Regions from separate parts of the Mus musculus genome. Here regions 1 and 3 are each linked to region 2. Evidence: chromatin contacts called from public ChIA-PET data. All regions are on one chromosome and are shown on one strand. The core of a region is the stretch at or near the end of the contact, and the rest is flanking DNA. Distances in the headings are between cores, read along the strand shown. Region 1 holds the start of Oas3 (2'-5' oligoadenylate synthetase 3). Region 2 holds the start of Naa25 (N(alpha)-acetyltransferase 25, NatB auxiliary subunit). Region 3 holds the start of Oas1c (2'-5' oligoadenylate synthetase 1C).

Region 1 (3,833 bases), core at 974-3,473, 620 kb after region 2:
GGAAAGGGCTCCTGAGTTGCTCCTTGAGGCAGGGACCTCTTAGCCAAGGACAGAAGAACTCAGGACCTCCAGCCAATTGCAAAAGTGAAACAGCATGCAGGGTGCTGGGAACAGACTCAGTAAAGACCCAGAGGTGGGAACAAAACCCAAAAGAAACAGAAATAAGAGAAGCAGATGGTGTGTGAGCGACAGACCCAGAGTCACTAGGAAGGCAAAGGGGCCAGGTCCATTTCATAGGGGCTGTGGGGACAAACTGTGTAAATACGCCTGTGGCAAAGTGACAGTGTGGGTGGGGGTGAGGTTAAAGACCTTCAAGGGTCTGGGTTACAAACCACAAGTCTAGACATCAGCAGGCAGCTCCCCTCCCAGGTTGCAAGTGAGATTCTATCTTCTGCTGGGTTCTGCTGTCCTACCTCTGCCTCCACCCACCACCACCACCACCACCACCACCACCACACTCTGACCACTGACTCTGTCACAGGAGAAGCCCAGCTGCCTCAGGCCAGGACCTATCCTAATGACTGTCCTTGAGCACAGCCTCATCTCCTAATAAGATTGCACCTTGAGGTCCTGAGAGTCCTTTCTCCTCTTGAAGAAAGGCCAGGGAACATCCCAGCTCCTTGGTCCCTTCTAGACATGTGTAGATCAGTAACCCTGGACCCAGCAGATCTTACAGGAAACAAAGGTGCTAGGAGGTGGGTGGGCAGGGTGTGTCAGTCTGCACTCGCTGCTCTAAAACAGAACAGATTCCCAGGGCTCCCAGGCACAGGATGTGGCTATGACATGTGCCTTCCCCACTTATCTTTGACTGCCTAGCTGTTTGGCATAGCTCGAAACCCCCTTACTTTATTCCCCAGCTAAAGTGACCACAGGAGACTAAGGATGCCTTTGGATCCTTTCAATCCCCAGGGCCATGGCCTCTTCCAGTGAACAGAGCCAAGCTGTGTGATGACTGAGGCAGGTGATGGGTTTAGATGGCCACATCATTACACTGTCATCTAAAAAGATATTCTGTCCTGGAGTGTTCAAATCGTGCCCCCCAGACTATAGCCTATTCATATCAGTTCTCTCTCTCTCTCTCTCTCTCTCTCTCTCACACACACACACACACACACACACACACACACTGTCAGCTGTGATTAGCACTTGAAGACACTAGGTTCTCAACACACACAAACCGGACTCTCTGTTCCACACTTGTGCAGTTTTGGCTGGCAGACACACACGCACACACACATACACAGAGATGCAGACACGCATGTACACGCACACATGTGCACATGTACAGACGTATGAATACATACACAGACAGACACTCACATGCACACATACACATGTGTGAACACATATGCACATGCACGCGCACACAAGTACAGACACACATGTTCCGACACACATGCCCTACACACACACACAGACACATGCACACACACAAACACGCAGGCGTGCAGCAGAACCATCACTTGGCCTCCAATCTGAACTTGCCCTTGCTTCTGTCTTCAGCATCTCCTCCCACAAACAGGGCGCTAAGCACAGAAGCCCTCATTTCTTACCTTAGTCCTTTGTGCAGCCCCAGCCAAGGGCCTCACACTCATCAATCTGATGTCTCCTCTTGGAGCATCGTTGTGCCTCAGCAGAGCAAGGAGCAAAAAGTCAGGATGCCTGGGACTGGAAGACCTGGGTTCAGATTCTAACTCTGACAGTCATGCTGTGTGATGCTAGATGACTTACTCAACCTCTCTGTCCATCTGCCACCCTGCATACTTATGTTAAGACCACTACCAGGCATTTAATGGAGGCTCATTAATATAACCCCATTTTTACAGATGGAAAAAACTGAGGCCCAGAGAGGTTAACACAGGGCAGCACAGCAAAACAATAGATGAGAACTTGGGTGGGGAGGACTGTGGGGGGCTCTGCTTCCTCAGGCCTGGCTCTGAGGTGCTCTGTGGCAGCCTATCTTGGGTCCCCAAATAGGAGGTCAGGAAGCCTCAGGGGACCTAGGGGACCTGTGAGCCTGGTCCCCAATGTTCCCAGGCTGCCCAGAGGGTCAGAAGTCACACCAGGAGACAGCAGAACCATAAACAGATAATCTCAACAAACACCCTGAGCCTGAGTCAGGGAAGAGAGGAACTCAGCAGGGAGGAGAAAACGAAAGTGAAGGGAGGTGACTCAGGGAACACACCCACTGTCACCTCAGGAACACCCCCAAGAAGCCCTGGAGAGAAACGAAACTCTACTGAGAGTACCGGTCAACATGGACCTGTTCCACACGCCAGCCGGAGCTCTGGATAAGCTGGTGGCCCACAACCTGCACCCAGCCCCTGAGTTCACAGCAGCCGTACGGGGTGCTCTGGGGTCGCTAAACATCACCCTACAGCAGCACAGAGCCCGAGGGTCACAGAGACCAAGAGTGATAAGGATTGCCAAGGTGAGAGGGTGGGGCACCCCAGGGCAAACACCTTCAGGGTCTTCTTGAGGGATGGCTCAGGTGTTGCTATAACCAGCCAGTCTGTGGGGAAACTGAGGCATCAAAACCCAAGTTACACTTCCAGGGTAAAGGCCCAGCCAGGGCCACACTGGGTCACCTGATGGCTTCCTATGCTCTCCTAAAGGCTGTCTCATTCACTCATTCACTCAATCACTCAGACTCTAACTTCACACTGCCTGAGCCTCGCTGATCTGAGGCAGGGGGATCACGCACTCACACCCATTGGGACCCAGTCTTTGAGAAAAAGAACATGACCCGGCTAAAGCACACAGACTCCCTCACCAACATGGCACCTGAGGTAGGGATTACTGCCAGCTTTAGGAGTGGGGAAACTGAGGCTGAGTGGAGCTGAGCTGCTACTCTAAGCCACACTGTGTCACCTGGGCATCCTGCCAGGCCGCCCAAGAACCTTTGGCTTCTCAGAGAACTAGGGGGAGATAAACTCTGAGCCGCCTTAAGCCTGGTAAACCTGCTGATGCAGGGGCATCATAGGGACCTAGGAGGGGCACAGTGAGACTAGAGATTGTCCTGGGCAGGTCTCGGGTCACCTGACAGTTCCTGAGGCTGCATCTGAGCTGGAGATGTGGAAGGAGGCTTGGGTCTGGGAGACAGAGCCTGCTTCTGCATCTCAGGTGTGGCTGAATTCCTTCTAGGGAATGGGGGATGTGTATCCCTCCTCCTAAAGCCCCAGGGGTTAACAGGAAACAATCCGCCACAGGTCACTCTGGGAAACAATGAATCTATTGGTCTTCCTTACTGAGCCTAGGGAAGTGGGCCCCACTGGAAAGTCTTCACCAGCAGAGACCAGGCCTTCTGTAAGCTGCACAGGCTCTCCCCTCCTCCCAGTCTCCCAAGCGATATACCTCAGGCCAGGAACAGTTTAGGGCACAGTTGCATTAGAGAGTGGAGAGGTCCTCGGGTGAGGGTTGATGAGCAGTGAGTAATATATGAGCAGTGAGTAATATAAACATCACCAGGCCATTATTTCAGACCTAACTTGGCCCTTGTGTACTGGGGGTTACAGGTGTGGTCCACCAGAGGCTACAAAGTCTCCTTTCAACCGCCCAAAGAGGATCGGGTAGGGGTGGGGGTGGAAGGAACAGGGTTCATGGAGCAAGACCTCTTTAAACTCCTCATGGGATGGGTTTGAAAACCATAACTGAGCTAAATACAGGATGGCGGGGAAGACCCTCATTGTGCCCCTGAGATGTCAGCTGGGAACCCCCTCTCCTCTGTCGTAGAGATTTTTAATCCCAGCGTAGAGTTTCTACCCTGCCTTTGATCATTCAGCCCCCAGATAAAAGACACACACAGCCTTTATATTTACAGTAAGCCTTAAACA
Region 2 (3,852 bases), core at 1,299-3,798:
CAAGAACAATGTTATAAATCTAATTATTCTTTAAAAAAAAGGGTTTAGTCTTTTTATAAAAGACTTTTCAGAAAAAGGAGAAGTCAACATTCCTTGTCTGTGTAAGGATGTGATTCACAAACCATGAACCCTTAACTTAGGTTTTACTTTCTATTACCCAGAAGCAGGACAGTGGAAAGTCAGAGACAAGCCTGGTCCACACGGGGACTGCAAAGGCAGGATGTGCAGCCATGGGGAAATCTGAGTCCTCTTCCCGATAGGCCCCACCCCTGCAATCTTAGAAGAATCAACATGACGCAACTTCTAACACAGTGGTTAAGACACCGAGCCTGGAGTTCAAATCCCAAGTCCAGGATGTATCTGAGCTAGATAAATCACATAAGAGCAATAGGATTCCTGCTCCAGCTGTCTACGGGGAGTGTGTGTGTGTGTGTGTGTGTGTGTGTGTGTTGAAAGCTCAAGGGCACAGACTGGATTAAGTTTTCTAAACTCATTATGATTACCCACAGGGCCATTACTGCTAGAAACAAGTGATGGGAAGGTAAGCCATCACACAACAGAGCACCAAGGGCTGTAGAGATGGCTCATCAGGTGAGGGTACTTACCACCATTCCTGATAACGTTTACGATAGCCCAGGACCTTTATGATAGGGAAGAACCAACTCCCTCTAGCATGGTGTCCTCTGAACTCCACAGGCTCACAGTGTCATTCATGTGACCACACTCCACCACACACACACGCCCAAAAAACATTTCTTCATCAAATGGAATAAAAAAAGAATTTCATCACACACATATATGAAAGTATGATTGCTGGGCATAGGGCCACGTGACTGTAATCCCAACAGTTGGGAGCCACAGGCAGGGGAGCTGAAAGCTTGAGTCCAGCTGGTCCACCTAAGGAGTTCAAGACCTGTTACTTAAAAAAAGAAAAGAGTACTGGGCAGTGGTAGTGCCTGCCTTTAATCCCAGCACTTGGGAAGCAGAGGCGGGCAGATGTCTGAGTTCGAGGCCAGCGAGGCCAGCCTGGTCTACAAGGTGAGTTCCAGGACAGCCAGGGCTACACAGAGAAACCCTGTCTCAAAAAAAAGGAAGGAATGAGCAGCTGGGTTTGGTGGCACCTTTAATCCCAGCACTCGGAAGGCAGAAAGCTGGTGATTTCTATGAGTTCCACGCAGTCGAGGGCTACATAGAGAGGTCTTGTTCCAGACCCAGCACCTACACCCTGGCTTACAACAGTCTGTAACTACAGATCCAGGACATCCTGATGCCCCTCTTCAAGCACCAGGAATGCACGTGGTGCACAGACATCAAACTGGCAAGCAAGAACCCACATATGTACCAATTTGCTAGAGACACAAGCACCCATTCTGCCAAGGGGAGAGGAAAACCCCTAAAAACGAAAGAGCCCAAAACCCATAGCCACACTGAAAACGTGAGGTCTGCTGTAGCCAAAAAAAAAAAAAAAAAAAAAGCACTGACCTTGATAAAGCTTCCTTCCTCATCATTACCTGAGACAAGACCATACAACCATCAACGAGGCGAGCGAGACATGGCAAAATTAAATAAAATAAATAAATAAATAAATAAGGCACCGCTTCCAATAACAGAACATCTCAGTCACTGCAAAGTGTTTTCTCTCTGACTCAGTTTGGTGATTCTTTTTATTCTATTACGGTGGGAAGATGACGATAAAGACACATCTTGAAAGCCTGCGGGGTTTGGGATGCGCGCCGTGAGGAGGGTTCAACGCAAGCAAAAGCACGAGGAAGTCAAGAGGCAGAGAATAAACCTCAGACACGGTGCTGAAAGGTTAAAAAAAACAAAAAACCTTCCATTCCAGCAGCCTGGCCGGCCGCTCCGGCAACACCAGCTCCTGCCATCTCTTGCCCGCTATTCGGGGCCCGCGACCCCCTCCCCCCCGCCTCCCACGTGTGCCCAGAACAGCTGTTCCTGCATCAGGATGGGACTCGGGTCTCAGTGACCTTGCATCAGCCCCTTCCCTTCTCCGGGTCTCAGTTTCCCCACGTGCACTTAGACTACATTCTGTAAGACAGCCCTCCCCGGATCCTCATCCTGGTACCCAGAGCAATCATCACTGGGGTATCTCCCTTCCGGAGGCGAGCGCTCCCACCGTCGCGCCTGAGCCGCTTGTCACCTGCAAGAAAAGACCGCGCGGGGGTTCCTCGGGAGCGGCTGGAATAAAACAACCTGCCGGGAGCGCTGGTCTCCAAGCGGCGGCGCGATCCGCACAGAGTTGACAGCGGCGCGCACCCACCGTTGTCTTGTCGCCTCCGGGTCCAGCGACGCCGGGGTCCGCGCCTAAGCGAGGGCGAGGCTGCGGCCTAGCGCCCCGCGCGGTCCGCCCCCTCGCCGCCCCACCCCGCGCGCGACCCCAGCGACCCTCCCTGGCCTTCGCCCGAACCGGGGCACGCTTTGTCTCGCCGCGGTGGCTAACAGACCGACTCCGGGGTACTCACCGTAAATGGGCCGGAGGCGCCGGTCGTTAGGGTCCTGCACATGGCCCCGCGTCGCCATGATGACAAGCGCAGAACCTCAGTGCGCAAGCGCTGAGCAGGCCCCCGGGAAGGGGCCGTTAAAGGGCCAGCGTCGAGCTCGCCGACCTATCGCGATAGTGGAGGGGAGGTACGGCGGAGTGCGCCTGCGTAGAAAGGGTGGCTCGCCTCTCCTTTAATTGGCGCTGTGGTTTGATTTTTTTTTTTTTTTTTTTTTTTTTTGCCTGCGGAGTCATCGGGACCCCAGGGGCGGTTGTTGTGGTTGAAGGCGTGGAGAGAGAGTGCGGTTTAATCTCACTGACTGTAACAGCTAGAAGAACCAGTTGGTTTTGGCCCTTGATGGTGAAGCAACCTGGAACTTGTTGAGTGGGAGCCCTGGGAGCGTGCTTGCCCAACAGTGAAACTGTAGAAAAAGCCTGCGAGCCCTCCTCCACCCGTTCCCTGAACTCAGTGCTGTGCGTGGCTAGACACTAGTGCAAGCTCTTTAAGTAGGTTGCTTTTAACATTCCCACGGCACTAGACGGTATAATGAGCTTTCTTTGTACAGATTTACAATTCGCACGGCCCAGAGTTATGAGTGCTATTTGGGCGGCGATAATGACAAGGAGCTAAAGGTATCCCCAGCACTCGGGAGGCAGAGGCAGGCGGATCTCCTTGAGTTCGAGGTTAGCCTGGTCTACATAATGAGTTCCAGGACAGCCAAGGCTATGTAGAGACCCTGTCCCTATAAAGAAATGGATAGAAATAAAAATAAAAAGGTTCTCCCACCAAGTGGTTGCTTGCCCTATTTGGCTGGCATTCCTCCTTGCCCCAACAATTTTTCCCTCAGTTCATGGCTCCTCTTCTCCAGCTGCATGTAACTGGATTTGGCGTTTGTAACACTTTCACAGACCAGTGAATCTTGTAGCTTTAGCGGTATGTAAGGTGTATATCCGTAACTACCGCACTGAAGGGGCTAAGACAAGAGGCTAGTAAGGGCCAGACTGGGCTAGCTACATAGGAAGACCCTGTCTCAAAAGAGAGGGAGAAGAAATGGTACATGTTTGAGCTGATTTAGCTTAGGGATTTAAACATTACACAATGTATACAAGTATGGGGCAATACATAGTACCCTGTACAGATGTATAACTGTTTGAATGTGTCCCTTACAAGTTTTAAAAGCTTACCATTGGTTATTTCATGTGTGTTTCTGTATATATGTGTGTGGGCACTCCAATACCCAAAGTGTGGAGGGTCTCTCTGTCTACCACAGTGGTTCTCAACCTGTGGTTCGTGACCCTCATTCATTCTATTTCAGATGTTTACAATTGGTAACATGAGCAAAGTTACAGTTATG
Region 3 (3,717 bases), core at 808-3,307, 590 kb after region 2:
TCTCATGCTGAACCTCGCACAGCTGTTTCTTAATTTCCTTAATCAACACTCCCTGTTGGTTTAACTGATCCTCAAAGCTGGTGAGATTGTTAAGGAACACCACCAGGTCAGCGTCTGACCTGCCCTTGAGCGCGGTGCCTTTGCCCTGAAAGACAAGAAAGAGAATGACAAAGGACAGGGAGAGCCATGCTGGGAGGTCCAGATGCTGAACTGGAGTCCATCACCAAGGTGATAGATGGATGGATGGATGGATGGATGGTTGGATGGATGGAGCAAGCTGCTAGATGTGCAGGAGAATATTAGTCAGCCCTGAAGAGTGACATCAGAATCTATGTAGGAAAATAGAGGGTGCTGGATCTCCTCTTGATACAGAAGATAAACCACACCGTGAAGGGAAAATATCCATGTTCATCTGTGGAGTCTCTGTGTGTTCAAGTGTGTGTGTGGGGGGGGGGGCTGTGTATGGGAGTGGGGGAGAGGTCTAAATGAAACAAGCACAGAAGAGTTTGGGAAGGGTACAGTAGCACTCATGCAGTGCCCACATTAGCTGCACACATGTGACATACCATCAGAGAGTGAATCTCTGGGGAGGGTCTGGTGGGAGGTAAAGGATAGTAGAGATTGGAAGGAGACTATGACTAAATTAATACAGATATATGAGAATGTAGCCATAGTCCCATGGTTGGCATTGTTAGCTGGGAGGAAATATGCGCAAGTGACATCATTAAAGAGAAGATGGCCTTGTGTGATATAGAATAACATATAACATCATAGAGAAACTGAAAAAAACAATAAAGGTGATCCAAGTCTGTAAAACAAATATCATAAAAAGAAGAATTCATGCTGAACAAAGCCTCCCTAAATAAAATGCTTAGAATCATCACTAACACACATGAGCATCAGCTACTGTTGAGAGAGGGCATTACAAATTGTCACATCTCCGGATGGAGAGGTGGGTCAGTAGCTAAAACTGCCTGCTGTTCCTGCTGATGACCTCAGTTTAGTTCCCAGCACCCAAGCAGGCCAGCTCAGAGCCACCTATGTAACTGCAGCTCTAAGGGATCTGACACCCCCTTTTCAATTCTGACCAAACCTGCACTAACACATACAGAGCCCCACTCACAACTAAAAATGTAGAAATACAGTCAACTGAAAACAAGAAAACAACTTCATTTCTGCACCCTTCACAGAGTCTGAGAGTTAAGTACCAGTGTCATGAAATGTGATTTGACAGACAGCCCGGGAACCGAGTCCAGAGAGGGTCCATCAATCCAGTCACATAGCAGGCGAGTCCTGGTCTGTCCTCCGTGTCACATTTGACTTAGTCTATGTGACCTTATCATTCCTGGGGCGTGGAACACTGGACATGGAGAAGGTAGTTAAGTTACCCTAAGTCACACAGCAGTGCAAAGGTTGTATTACCACTGCCCCACCACCTGCCCCTCCACTTTCCAGAAAACTGCTTTGCCATTCTGGGCCTCAGTTTCCCCGACTCTGAAATGGACATGGCCTGGGAGTGGGGAACATAAACTGTAGCTGAGGCTCCTTCTCCAATACAGATGTGGGACTTGGGGGGAAGAACCCATCGCCAGCTGTGATCAGAATTAAGAGGAGGGATCAGGGTTGCAGCCTGGCTTCTGAAAGTCCTGTCCCACCTCATCTCGGCCAGCTCAGGCTGAGGAAGGCTCACCTTGACCCCTTTAGAGGCCCTCATTCGGCGGACGGGGCCCCGGAAGGATCTGTCCTTCAGGAGAGCACACAGGGCATCTATGACTTCTCTGAGGTCAGCACAGAAGCTGGTGTCCGGGAGATGGTTCTCTATGAACTTATCAAGCTTCGAGGCCGGGATGCTCCTCAGATCCTGCTCCATCCTAGGTCCAGCTTTTACCTCTGCAGCCAGCAGGTCCTGTGTCTCCTAGGCTGGCTGAAGCAGAAATGGGACTTTCAGTTTCCATTTCCCGGGAAGGGCGCGGATATGCAAATCATCCAGGCCCGAGCAGCCAATGGCGTTAGGGCTTCTGAACAGGTACCTCCCCATCCAAGCCTGAGCTTTCTTAAGATCCGGCCCAGGGAAGAATGTGTAAGGAAACTGACCTGGCTTTCTCGGGATTTCTTCTGGAAAAAAGGCTGTTACACGGTACGTTTTAGGAACAATCTGTGCACGTAGAAGAAGGGAAACGGAATCAGGAAACCACAGAAGGTGGCTGGTGGCTCCTGAGCTCGGCTTCCATCTCCTGCAAACGTTTTAGGCGGAACTGCTTTTTTTTTTTTTCTTTTTAAGAACAGCACCTCCCCAGGTTTTGTTTTTCCTTTACCTCTGGACTTGCAGGTCTAGGATTACAGACAATTCTAACAGAAAGCTCAGACTTCCCAGAAGCCCCCTCTCCTACTCACACCCTACATTTTCCCCTGTGGTGCAGGGGGTCTGGGTGAGGGTGGGGTCTGGGCATCCCCAAGGGTGAAGTACAGGCCGTACCACCAAGCTGGGGACAGTACAGGTCAGCAGTGACTATTAAAATGAGCTGTCTTTCAGGGCCCTGGCAAGGTTGAAAATCACCTTTGGGTGACATACCCAAGGCCTCATCAAAACAGTTTGATGCCCTCCAACCCCTGCCTCCATCTTCTCATCTCTTGTTTAGAGGGCAGAGAGAGGGCTCAGAGTTTAAGAGCTCGGGCTGTGCTTCCAGTTCCAATTCTGAGAACTGACATGGCAGGTCCCAAACACACACACACACACACACACACACACACATTCACATGCACACGCACAGGGCATGCACACACTAAATACACTCCTGAGCTTGCCTGTGCACATATGCACACAAATACACAAACAAGTGTATACTCACATGTGCACACCCGAGCATTAACCAGGATGTACTTCGATGAGGAAATAAAGAGTCTGGCCTTCTGCAAGAGCAGGATTGGCCTTTATGCATCTCCAGGAAGGAAGCCATTGCTAGTGGAGACTGCTCACCGGGCACAGGGAGCTCCAGGGGATTAGGGTGGAAATGGGACCTTTGGGGGTCTGCAGACCTAGTCCTGCTTCCCCAAGCTGGTGGATTTTGGTGGGGTGCTTACCCCGTTGGCCTCCCTGATCCTCACTGCACACTGACATCAGCACCATATCTCCTCCTGCAGGGAGTCACTCAGACTGCCTGGGGCTTCTAGGTCATTAGCCCTTCACATGCAGGAAAACAGGGAAGAAAAACAGCATTGTGGGTGGCCCTAGCAGTTCAGCAGGCAGAGGCTGATGCAGGAGGATGGATAGTGGAGGCTGGTCCATCCTGGGCTACACTACAGCTGGATTCACTCCAGAGTGTGAGGGGGAAAAAACCCTAAAACAGATGAAGAAATGAATGGAAAAAAAAAAAAAGGATCCTGCCCAATGCTGTGGCTGAGAGCACACTCTGGGCAGTAACACAGTTCTTTCCTTAAAGAAACAGGAGCGGGAAGTTCCACTGACCAAAGTTGTGTCATTCCAGGTCAGAGGTGAGCCCTCAGCACAAAGTGTCAGCTGCTTTAAATTCCTTTTGGTCAGCCAGGTGTAGTGTCACAGGCCTTTGATCCCAGCACTCTGGGGTCAGAGGAAGTTGGACCTCTGTGTTTTTTTTTTTTTTTTTTTTTTTTTTTTTTTTTTTGGCTAGCCTGGTCTACAGAGTGAGTTCCATGATAGTCAGAGCTCAGTGGTGAGATCCCGTCTTGAAAAATAAACAA

The links. ChIA-PET counts read pairs in DNA pulled down with a chosen protein or histone mark.
Region 1: a contact with region 2 is called in an RNA polymerase II ChIA-PET map of memory CD8 T cells, with 11 read pairs. The contact joins the promoter of Oas3 here to the promoter of Naa25 in region 2. A contact is called at or near these places in 1 of 115 datasets of contacts at active chromatin or transcription factors (memory CD8 T cells) and 1 of 9 other capture datasets (embryonic stem cells).
Region 3: a contact with region 2 is called in an RNA polymerase II ChIA-PET map of memory CD8 T cells, with 10 read pairs. The contact joins the promoter of Oas1c here to the promoter of Naa25 in region 2. A contact is called at or near these places in 2 of 39 promoter capture datasets (cranial neural crest and hippocampal neurons) and 1 of 115 datasets of contacts at active chromatin or transcription factors (memory CD8 T cells).

The regions. Positions count from the first base shown.
Region 1 is chr5:120,776,049-120,779,881 of GRCm38.p6, reverse strand. Oas3 (2'-5' oligoadenylate synthetase 3) reads left to right here and starts at 2,223. Exons shown (of 16, transcript NM_145226.2): 1 at 2,223-2,431. The coding sequence starts at 2,258.
Region 2 is chr5:121,396,691-121,400,542 of GRCm38.p6, reverse strand. It overlaps Naa25 (N(alpha)-acetyltransferase 25, NatB auxiliary subunit), which reads right to left and starts at 2,548. Exons shown (of 24, transcript NM_172722.4): 1 at 2,481-2,548. The coding sequence starts at 2,538.
Region 3 is chr5:120,810,854-120,814,570 of GRCm38.p6, reverse strand. Oas1c (2'-5' oligoadenylate synthetase 1C) reads left to right here and starts at 2,057. Exons shown (of 7, transcript NM_033541.4): 1 at 2,057-2,137. It also overlaps the pseudogene Oas1b.